Regions from separate parts of the Muntiacus reevesi genome. Here region 2 is linked to region 1. A link is a contact called in public Hi-C data. All regions are on one chromosome and are shown on one strand. Each heading gives the region's core, a stretch centred on a gene start, on an enhancer-like site or on the middle of the called end of the contact. The rest is flanking DNA. Distances are from core to core; before and after follow the strand shown.

Region 1 (5,378 bases), core at 2,450-4,949:
GCTTTATTGACTATGCCAAAGCCTTTGACTGTGTGAATCTCAACAAACTGTGGAAAATTCTGAAAGAGATGAGAATACCAGACCACCTGACCTGCCTCCTGAGAGACCTCCTATGTAGGTCAAGAAGCAACAGTTAGAACTGGACATACAACAGTCTGTTTCCAAATCAGGAAAGGAGTACATCAAGGCTGTATATTGTCACCCTGCTTATTTAACTTATATGCAGAGCACATCATGAGAAATGCTGGACTGAATGAAGCACAGGCTAGAATCAAGATTGCCAGGAGAAATATCAACAACCTCAGATATGCAGATGACACCACACTTTTGGCAGAAAGAGAAGAACTAAAGAGCCTCTTAATGAAAGTGAAAGAGGAGAGTAAAAAAGCTGGCTTAAAATTCAACATTCAGAAAACTAAGATTATGGCATCTGGTCCCATCACTTCATGGCATAGATGGGGAAACAATGGAAACAGTGACAGACTATTTTGGGGGGCTCCAAAATCAATGCAGATGTTGACTGCAGCCATGAAATTAAAAGACGCTTGCTCCCTGGAAGAAAAGTTACAGCCAACCTAGACAGCATATTAAAAAGGAAAGACATCACTTTGCCAACAAAGGTCTGTCTAGTCAAAGCCATGGTTTTTCCAATAGTCATGTATGGATATGAGAGTTGGACTATAAAGAAAGCTGAGCGCCAAAGAACTGATGCTTTTGAATGGTGGTGTTGGAAAAGAGTCTTGAGAGTCCCTTGAACTGCAAGGAGATCCAACCAGTACATCCTAAAGGAAATCAGTCCTGAATCTTCATTGGAGGGACTGATGCTGAAGCTGAAACTCCAATACTTTGGCTACCTGATGCAAAGAACTGACTCATTGGAAAAGACCCTGGCACTGGGAAAAAATGAAGGCAGGAGGAGAAGGGGACGACAGAGGATGAGATGGTTGGATGGCATTATTGACTTAATGGACATGAGTTTGAGTAAGCTCCAGGAGTTGACGATGGACAGGGAAGGCTGGCATGCTGCAGTCCATGGGGTCGCAAAGAGTCGGACACGACTGAGTGACTGAACTGAACTGAATTGAAAGGATTCAGAATAGTGCTGGCCACCATTAAGCATGTGATAATTTTTTTTAAGTTTTTACTGAATTTGTTACAATATTGCTTCTATTTTATGTTTTGCTTTTTGGTCAGGAAGGATGTGGGATCCTGACCAAGGATCAAACCTGCACCCCCTGCATTAGAAGGTGAAGTCTTAACCACTGGGCCACCAGGGAAGTCCCAGCATGCAATAATTTGCAGCTATAACAGGGTTACATGCAGTAGTTAATGCAGCACTAACAGCCAAGTGAGAAACAGCACTGATGTGTTCAGTTACTGCCAGGGGCTCCTTAGGCCAAACTTCTTGGTTTTCTGCAACCTGGCTAACTCCTCAAGATTAAAAGAGCCTTCTCTGTTTATCAGACATGGTTCCCTTCCTTTTATATGTATACATGCTAAGTCGCTTCAGTCATGTTTGACTTTTTGAGACCCAGCGGGCTGTAGCCCGCCTCTGTCCACAGGATTCTCCAGGCAAGAATACTGGAGTGGGCTGCCATGTCCTGCTCCAGGGGATCTTCCAGACCCAGGGATCAAACCCGTGTCTCTTATGTCTTGGCAGGTGAGTTAGTGTTCTCCAGAGAGGGCATCTTCTCAGCAGATCACAGAGATCAAAAGGAGACTTTAATGTAGAAGAACTTTAGAACTAAGATCTATGTCTCTGCTTCATTGTGGCCAGCATAGGGTAACTAACTGCCCCATTCTGCCCTGGACTGTTTCCTGGATCATGGGACCTTCAGTACTAACACCATGACAGTCTCATGCAAATTGAGATGACTCATCATCCTGGCATTTTCCAAGGTCGGGCAGGTGGCCTGATAATATGTAGCCTAACAGATGGTGGGATGGTTAGACAGCATCACTGACTAAATGAACATGAATTTGAGCAAACTCCAGGAGATAGTGGAGGACAGAAGAGCCTGGCATGCTACAGTCCATGAGGTTGCAAAGAGTCAGACATAACTTAAGTGATTGAACAACAACAACAATAAATTTTATTAATATTATAATGATTAAGACTTTCCAATTAAAACTCTCATGTAGGTAATAATGAACATTGAAATGAGGAGTTTCATTTCATTGCAATTTACCCAGGCTGTTAAAAACTTTGAGAAGTTTTTTCTCAATTCTCTTTGAATCACTATTCCTCTTTTCTTTATAAAGTTAACAATGGTCCAATCCTTCGAGTATTGTGCTTACTATTAATTCCCATTTGAAGCAATTAACTCACTGATACTCACAGCAACACAAAGAACTATTTCTGAAATAACTGTTTAATTAACCCCAGCAGAAATAAGAATGGAGAATACAAAGAAACAGAATCTGAACTGGGCATGAAATTTTGTACCACATGAAATTCTCTTCTTCCATAGAAGCCTAAAGGTTATTCAAAATATCTAGTTCTAGTGCTAACAAAGAAATGTACTATCATGAAACAATGCCATTTGCAGCAACTGTGGATGGAATTAGAGATTACCATACCAAGAGAAATAAGTCAGAGAAAGACAAATATCATATGATATCACTTATATGTGGAAGCTAAAAAAAAAGATGCAAGTTAACTCATTTTCAAAGCAGAAACAGACTTAAGACAAAACAAACATGATTACCACAGTGGAAGGGGTGGGGGAGGGATAAATTTGGAGTTTGGGATTAACAGATACATACTACTTTATATAAAATAGATAAATGAACTATATCTTATAATAACTTATAATGGAAAAGAATCTGAGAACACAGATGCATATATGTCAATTAAAAAAAAGAAATGTATTATCAACCTTACTTCTTTTCATTACTATGTGGCAATAAATGATTTGAATTCGTGGTTTCATTTACACATTTTATATACAACTGGTTGGGCAACAAAAAAGTTAAAAGTGACTTATACTTTCAGAAATGCTTCAGGTAGCAACCAAAGTTAAAATTTTAGACATGATAACTGAGTACTGTATTTATGTTTATTAGCAACATCTCAAGTTTCTCTTATCTGGCCTAAAACATTTAGAAATCACCTTTTCTGTGTTTTCAATTACCACCTGCCTAGCTTCTTTGTAATCATTTCTACTTTGCATTCCCTAAATCTCTCCCTTTCCTTTTGGCCTCTGGATCCTTGCCCTATAACATTACTCACTTCCTGACATCGGTGAGTAACTTCCAACCTGAGGCAAAACTGTAAACCAGTTAAATCTGTTTTCTCCATCTCCTTCCTCTTCCCCTCCTTTTTTCTCCATGATATTCTCAGTTCATTAATGACATACCCTCTTGACTTAAATTCACTGCTCCAAGAACTTAGTTTCCCTTCTCAGCTAAGAAAATTCTGGGGGGTGGACAGTAAATCCCAGTTATTCAAATTTCTTTGACACACAACTTGCAATAAATGAACAATGCTTTTAGCCAAAATGTACCTTTTATTCCATTATAAGAAAGGGCCTGCTAAGCAAATTTAATAATAGTCTGATAAATAATGAAAATCTTTAAAGTAATATTCCATTATTTTATACATAATGGAATATTTTTATATAACATTCAATATATTTAGTATATAACTTCTTAGAAGTTCACAAAAGTAATTTTTCAAAGCACTGGCAATATATTTTCTTTATTGGCAAAATTACAATATCTGTTGAGGTTTATAAAATGAGCTTACAATTTCATTCAGTATTTGGGAATTATAGTTTTCATTACATCAGGCTCATACTATTTCACAATTTACTAAATATGATTTGCTGATCTATTGGTGAAAGGAAACTAAAATTTTCAGGTGCAAGCAAACATTTAAGAAACACCATTACTAATGAAGCATGAAACCTTCATTGGTTCTTTTATTTTTCATCTCATGCCTCATAAATTTTCAGTATCTACAGGTGTACAGATTCAATCCCAATGAGAAGGGTAGAAACTCAATGAAACCATTAGCAAATAAGGCTGGACAATCACAAACAAAGTAGGTCATATTGTTTGGAGAATCAATTTGTTTTCAGTAAAAAACTAGACTGCCCTTATTTCATATATCAATTGGCAATTTGATAATGTTATCTTAATGTTTAAAAAGCAGAACAGAAAATTAAATGTATGTTTTCATTCAAACTGTCACGAAAACATTTTTGCTATGACAAATTTATCTACACACCAAAAGGGTGTTAGGGGAGATTTGCAAATAATCCAAAACAAAATAAAACTTTTTAAAGAGTACTACTTGGCTTTGGACATTGTACCAATACCTAGTGATGGCAGTCAGATTTTCCCCAAGATATTTGAAACAGGGATAATAAGACCGCTTCCTGAAAGTTAAACTTTAAGATTATATACAATGGATACAAGCAGAAGTAGGCAAAGTCACCTTTAAAATGCAAACTTGCCTGACTTGATTGTGACTTGATTTTTATTGAAGAATATTGCTAAAAGGTTTGGGTAGCCATGGAAACAGAGAAAAGAGCATACAGAGGCACTTGAGGGCCAGTGTCCATCCAAATGCTGTCAGGAGAGAAGAAGCCCAAATCAACAGAGCAGCAAAATGTCTCTACTGTACTGGAGATCAATATATAAAGCTGCAACTATTGGAAACTGAGTATTTCTATTTTGGGGACAAAACTGTCCTGTCATGGAGATAGATGAATCAAGAACAGTCTATACAAACAACTCAGCTTGTTCTGAATTTGTGCTCGATCAAGCAACCTTCTGATAATGTCTTTGGTTTCCTGAGTAAGTTTGTCTACATAGAAAATGCACTGGCTTTCCATCATGAGTATTCAGGTATACAAATTACAGCTCTTGGAAATGAATATCTGTTCTGGCTGCACATGCCAATCTCCTGATCTTGGTTAAGGTAAGTTCGTCTGATTGCTGGAGCTGTTTTATATTGCTAATGAAAGATACTTCCGTTCTAACATACTTCAGACAACATTCTAGAGTATTCTGGAAAATTCACCGAAGTAAGGCTTCTTGTCTGCTTGAAGGCAGCCAACAGGCCTTTCCCTGGCTACACCAGCCAAGCACTTTCATTTCAGAAGATCATTGATATCAATGGTGTGGGGGCTGAATGCCTGTGGTTTACCTCTCATTATTTTATTTGTTCCAACACTGCTACAGTGACAATTTCATAATCATAATGGTGTAGAAGACAGCTAACCTGTTTGAGCTTTATTTAAAGCCTAAAAAATGGAATCTTTTAAAACCGGAAACACAATGCTACGTAGTTACACATGCATGCACACTATATATACATATATATGCACTGCATATATGTACTCACACATTTATCATTTGTTTCTCATAAC
Region 2 (5,815 bases), core at 2,954-5,453, 180 kb after region 1:
GTATAGAGAAGAGACATGCCCTCCAGTTTTTAGCACAATGCCTAGCATATAATAGGTAGCAATATTTATCTGTTGCATGAATCAGCAAATAAAGGAATGGCAGGAAGACAGGAAGCGAGGGAGGACTTCAGGTGGATGAATGAAAAACAACAGCTCTAATTCCTCCCTTCAATAAACCCTTATTGATTACTTATTCTAAAAGAAAGCTATCTACACTATTAGTATCAATGTTATCTTCCAAAATGTTTAAAATGTCTAGAAATGCATAATTTCTAGATTTATACAACTCTGCATAGAATATTCCAAAATAAACAAGAAATTGAACATTATATAAAAGCTACTCTGGCTCTGAGGCAACTGCAGGATTAGAATTCTTTATCTGCAATTCCAAAATCTAAAAAGTTTTGAAAACCAATAGATTTTTAAAGTTTTGGAGTCAAAACTCACTTGGGGAAAAGCTGACCTGAATTGATATTAGCTAATTTATTTATATACTTAGAATAACCAGACATTTCACTGAGAAACATTAGTATGTTTGGAGGTGCTGCTCTAGACTCCCCCAGAAGACTCTTGTAAAATGTGCACTAACTACCTTTGTAAAATCTGAAAAATTCTGAGGAACTCCAACCACATTTGGCTCCAGAATCTGAAAGAAGATATTCTGTATTTATATGAAATTCCCTTTGAAAGACTAGAAAGAAGCTGGGAACAAAATATGGTCACTAATAGAAATAGAATTTGGCTGAGTCCCAATCTAAGTAACATAGACATGCGATGGCACCCCACTCCAGTTCTCTTGCCTGGAAAATCCCATGGATGGAGGAGCCTGGTGGGCTGTAGTCCATGGGGTCGCTAAGAGACACAACTGAGTGACTTCCCTTTCACTTCACTTTCATTCACTGGAGAAGGAAATGGCAACCCACTCCAGTGTTCTTGCCTGGAGAATCCCAGGGACAGGGGAGCCTGGTGGGCTTCTGTCTATGGGGTCGCACAGGGCCGCACATAACTGACGTGACTTAGCAGCAGCATTAAGAAAACATATAGGATTCAAATATAGCCATAAACATTAGATTTTTCTAAAATTATTTACAAAGAAAAACAAATTTTGAATCTTTCCTTTTTAAAGATTAAGATCCTGAACTTACCCTCTCACTTTTCACAGAACCTGTGACATCATCATCATTTAGGTGGCGCTTGAACTTGGGAGGCATCTTTTTTAATGAGGTACTCTTCTACTTCCCCGCAGGATAAATCTTTACCACCTTAAAGAGAAAATAAATTCCATCAGATTTGAAACTTTGGGGTGCAAGCTAAAGTAGTAAAATCAGCACACAAGGCCCGATGTGATGGGGCCCCCTCCACTTCTCTGACTTCAACTGCTCTCGCTCACAGGGTCTCCATACCAGTGATCCTGGCCTCCCTCCATGCGAGGACTCAGTACACAAAAAATAGTTAAAACCCTGAGAAAAATGGAGGTAACTTTTAGAGAGCATGTGGAGAAAATCAGTGACAACATTTTTATCAAATGAAACAGAAGACTGCACAGGAGAGGAGAGAAAAACAGGAGATTGTCCCCTTGCAAGTGAGACATCAGATGCTTAAAGATTTTAATTTGGAGTCAGAAGATAGCAAATTCTCTCACTCACTTTTAGTGAGTTGCATCAACAATGATTCCATTTCCCCATCTGTAAAACAGTTATTTCTAGGCTTATGATTGGAGTTGGGATGGTCATATCAGATTAATACATACATGCAAAAAATATTCTGTAAATTATAATGCCCTGTTCCAATGCACACCACCAGGTGCTCCAAGGAAAGGGATATGCTTGCTAAGTGCTGGGTTAAACAAAATCAGGTTTTCAGTTTGCTACAGAAAGTCTGTTTTTAAAATGCTTATTTGCATTGAGTTTTTCCAGGAAAATGCTTGAATATGCAACATATTCAAAATTTTCTTGAGGAAAAGCTGACATATGCAAACAGAAGTTTTCAGTATCTTGGACAAGAAGATGGATGAATAATGAGAATAGCTAAGGTATACTGAATATTTTACTATGTGTTAGGCACTGTGCTCAGTAACTTAGACACATTTTTTATTCTTTACAACACTTCTTTGAAGTAAGCACCAAGAAACCAAGAGAAAACTAAGGCTTGGTAAAAGATAAGTAACAGTGTTAGTCACTCTACTGATTGAAATAGCAGAAAAATAGGCCTAAATTATTAATGACTGTGCATGATCAATTTTAGTATTTACTCAATAAGTTGTCTATCAGGTTACACAATTCTGTTCTATAAAGACCATTTCCCTCTAACAACCCAGCAGCCCTCTTTCCCTTTGCACAGAACAACCTCTAAGATCTTTAAGCATAGACATCAGTTTGGTGGTTAATATCATTCATTTAAAAAAGAATAAACAAGCCCAGAGTCCAGTTTCATAAACCAGATAAAGTAAAATTTTAAGTTGACTTCCCATCCAAACAAATTGATACAAACACTTTTCTTTGATAAGAAATAATTTTCCAAGCCAGAAACTTAATCACTTCTAACAAAAACCAAGTACTTGCTACCTAAGCAACAGCTCTAGAGCTCTTCAATCTACAATATTTCTGTCACGCACATCCGGCATCTGACCCATTTTATTCCTCATACTTCGATTTCTGAATAATTCATTCATGCAGAAATGTTACAGAAAGTATGGAGAAACAGATGACAAAAGAAGCAACCAACGGACTCGAGCTTTTAATTATACCTGTATTTTATTTATATTTTAAACCCTACAAAAGGGCTGCTTCAACATCCAAAAGCAAACAGCAGGCAGACTTACATAACATCTTTGTGAAACGTACAGTAAAACTACAAGTTTAACGATGAGCAAACCCAAATTCAGGGCCCATAATCCAAGAATCAGCTTCGTGAAGGCACAAAATCAACGACTGACAAACATAAAAGCCATCAGCAAAGCAGCAGGCAGATTATTAACTGCACTTAATAATCAGGGCAAATGATGATATTTGCACCAGACAACTAGTAGAAATAAACCATGCTCAGAAATTGGACTTACACATATTCTCCATAGATCTCCCTGCCCAAAATACATATAAATTCAGGTGTTTGTGTCTAGGTATATATGTAAACAACAGAACCTTCAGTGATGCATTTCAACATCACCAATACATTTTTCTAATGTCACATCACCATAAGCTTATGCCATCATCATACGTTCACAATTTCCTGTATTTTTTGAAGAGGCAGTACGTAATATACTTCTAACCTGTTGTTTAGTAATTGTTGGCTTCTTTTTTGCTTTACCCAAACAACAAGCAAACCAAAACCCCTAGTATTTCATTTTACAAAAAGCTTGAAATCTGTAGAGAGGGCTCCTTTTCCCCAGCCTCCGTTCCCTTTCTGATTCCTCTTCCTAAACTCTCATCAGCAATCTTGCTTGGTGCAGTTTCACGGAAATAAGTGACTTGGATGGACACAGCCTGGAGACATTCTTCACAAAAGCTGTCAAAGTGTTAACGATTCACCTCACCCTTCCGGTCATTATAAACGCAACGCGATTGGCGCGCTCTCTCCCCAGTCTTTGAATAAAGAAACAAATCTATCCCTCCTGCAAGCAGCACCGTTCACCCGCCCCCGCATCAGTCGCACCGGGTCACGTCCCCTGCCATCTGCTCCTGACTCTCGTCCCTTCTACCCCAAGATACGCACTCACATTCCGGGCTGCCTCCCACTCTTCTTCAGTCTTCCCTATTCCCTCCGCTGTTGTCCTCCCATCTCCCCAGAGCACCCTACAATTCCTATTCTTCTCCCCCTTAACCGCCCCTCATTGAACACCCAGGTCCCGATCGTTCTTCCTCGGGGTAACCCGCCCGTCCGACCCCAGCCTTTCCCACTCTGCGACCCCCGAGGCCGGCCCCTCAGCCCGACGCGGACGTTGGGGGCGGTGGGGCACGGACGTCGTCTCCGTTTCCTTCGCACATCCGCCCCTCCCGTCGGGCCCAGGAGGACGGGCGTACCTGAGTCTCCCGGGGAGCTCCCGGCAGCTCTCCGGGCGGGCGGCGCTGGACGGGCGGGGGAAGGAGTGGGAATCGGAAGAAGAGAGCGGGGAGGGGGAGACAGTGGGCGCGGACCCGGCGTCGGCCGCTCAGCCGCAGCTGCGCCCCCGCTCATCGAGCCGATCGGCCCTCCCCAGCCTGGCGCCAGGCGGAGGGGGCGGGTCCAGGCCGCGGAGATCGTCGAGGGAGTCGATTTCCCCTTCAGCTCTCCTCTTGGAGGCCGCGGCGGACGCGAAGCTTAGGCCTAGATGCTCCAGGTGATTTTATCTGTTCAGGGAGGAAACACAGTCGCGGGTTCCCGGGTCCCAGCCGAGATCGGGCGTTCCGGGGAGGTGGAGGAAGGTCTGAGAAGTCACCTGGCGCGGGGCGCTGAAGGCCTGCTCGAGACGGGTTGATGAGGCGTTAGTAAGGCGGTGCTTTGTGCGGGGTCCGTCCGCCGAGCTAATGCAGATGTGCCAAAAACCCGGGCGGCTCGAAGCCTGAGGACTGGCCTTTTCTGAAGGAAGGAGATCTGTGTGATCCCTTGTTTATAGCATCAGAGTTAGACGTGTAGATCTCCAGGGTTACTAAACCCGTCTCCCTATTTTAGACTTTAGGAATCTCTCGTACAAAGAGATTTCCTTGAGGTTGCCCAGCTCGTTGGACATTTTTGCGTCTAGGTAGGACTCCGTGTTCTCTGCCCAGTATGCTGTAGAGTTCTAACCTAAAATGCCTGGGTCCAAACACCACGCAGGCACCGGAGCCTTATAGTGGGAAATCAACCTTGCACGTCCATTCTTCTGTTCTCTTGACAATGTCCACCTCCTATCCCCCCGAGTTAGTGGTTTATTTAAGTCGATAGTGCCTTGGCATAATAATCCAAAACGGTTCCAGTATTGTTTTTGTTTGGTCTTGTATTATGCATCCCTCCCAGATAGGCCCCAGCTGGATTTTAATTTTTTTTTCTAACTTTTTTTTTCCTACATGTCATTTTTACCAAATATTTTTAAGTTCTTTGTTGAATAGTGTTTTGATTTAGTGCATATTCAAGCCAAACAAACACTAGATGAAAGATACCTTGGTTGTCACTGAGCACCGGCTGGGCTCCCTGTGTTATATATAGCAGTTTCCCACTAGCTGTCTCTTTTACCACATGGTAGTATGTATATGTTAATGCTACTCTCTCAGTTCATCCCACCCTCTCCTTCCGCTCCGTGAAAAGCTTTTTTTTTTTTTCCCCTTCATGTGTGCACAAACCCTTTGAGTCTGCACTAGATCTTAGGATTCCAGCACTGAGACCGGGGCTCCAGAGATGCACCTCAATCACGTCCTGAGCCAACGTCAGTATCTATGTGCACAGAGGTAGTTCTACCTGCTCTTGATTTTCCAGACTGCTCGTGATTTTCCAGACTGCTCTTGATTTCAGTGATTGTATTTTTTGGTTCCAGAATTTCCATTAAAAACAGATTCTGATCCCCTGGAGAAATTCTTTTATCTTTTTGTCATTTTGGGGGAAAATTTTTAGGGGGGTGGCTGTACTGTGCAGCATGTGGGATCTTAGTTCTCCGACCATGGATTGAGCCCATACCCACCCATTGAGCCCATTGAGTCTTAACCCCTGGACCACCAGGGAAGTCCCATTTTTGAATATTTGAATCGAAGACCTTGCTTGTTAATCTAATACATGAATTACCTGTGGGCTGGTTTCTGTTGTGTATTTTTTTCTTGGATTTTGGTGCTTTGACTCTCATCTCTGCTGGGTAGGTAAAGTTGCTAAG

Evidence for each region. Hi-C and Micro-C count contacts between places; a contact is called where the count stands out from the background.
Region 2: a contact with region 1 is called in a Hi-C map of blood, with 4 times the contacts expected there. The contact joins the promoter of VAMP4 here to the promoter of PRRC2C in region 1. A contact is called at or near these places in 2 of 3 Hi-C or Micro-C datasets (blood and muscle).

The regions. Positions count from the first base shown.
Region 1 is chr5:85,308,388-85,313,765 of mMunRee1.1, forward strand. PRRC2C (proline rich coiled-coil 2C) reads left to right here and starts at 3,700. Exons shown (of 35, transcript XM_065935693.1): 1 at 3,700-5,378.
Region 2 is chr5:85,492,834-85,498,648 of mMunRee1.1, forward strand. It overlaps VAMP4 (vesicle associated membrane protein 4), which reads right to left and starts at 4,204. Exons shown (of 9, transcript XR_010663303.1): 1 at 4,020-4,204; 2 at 1,146-1,262.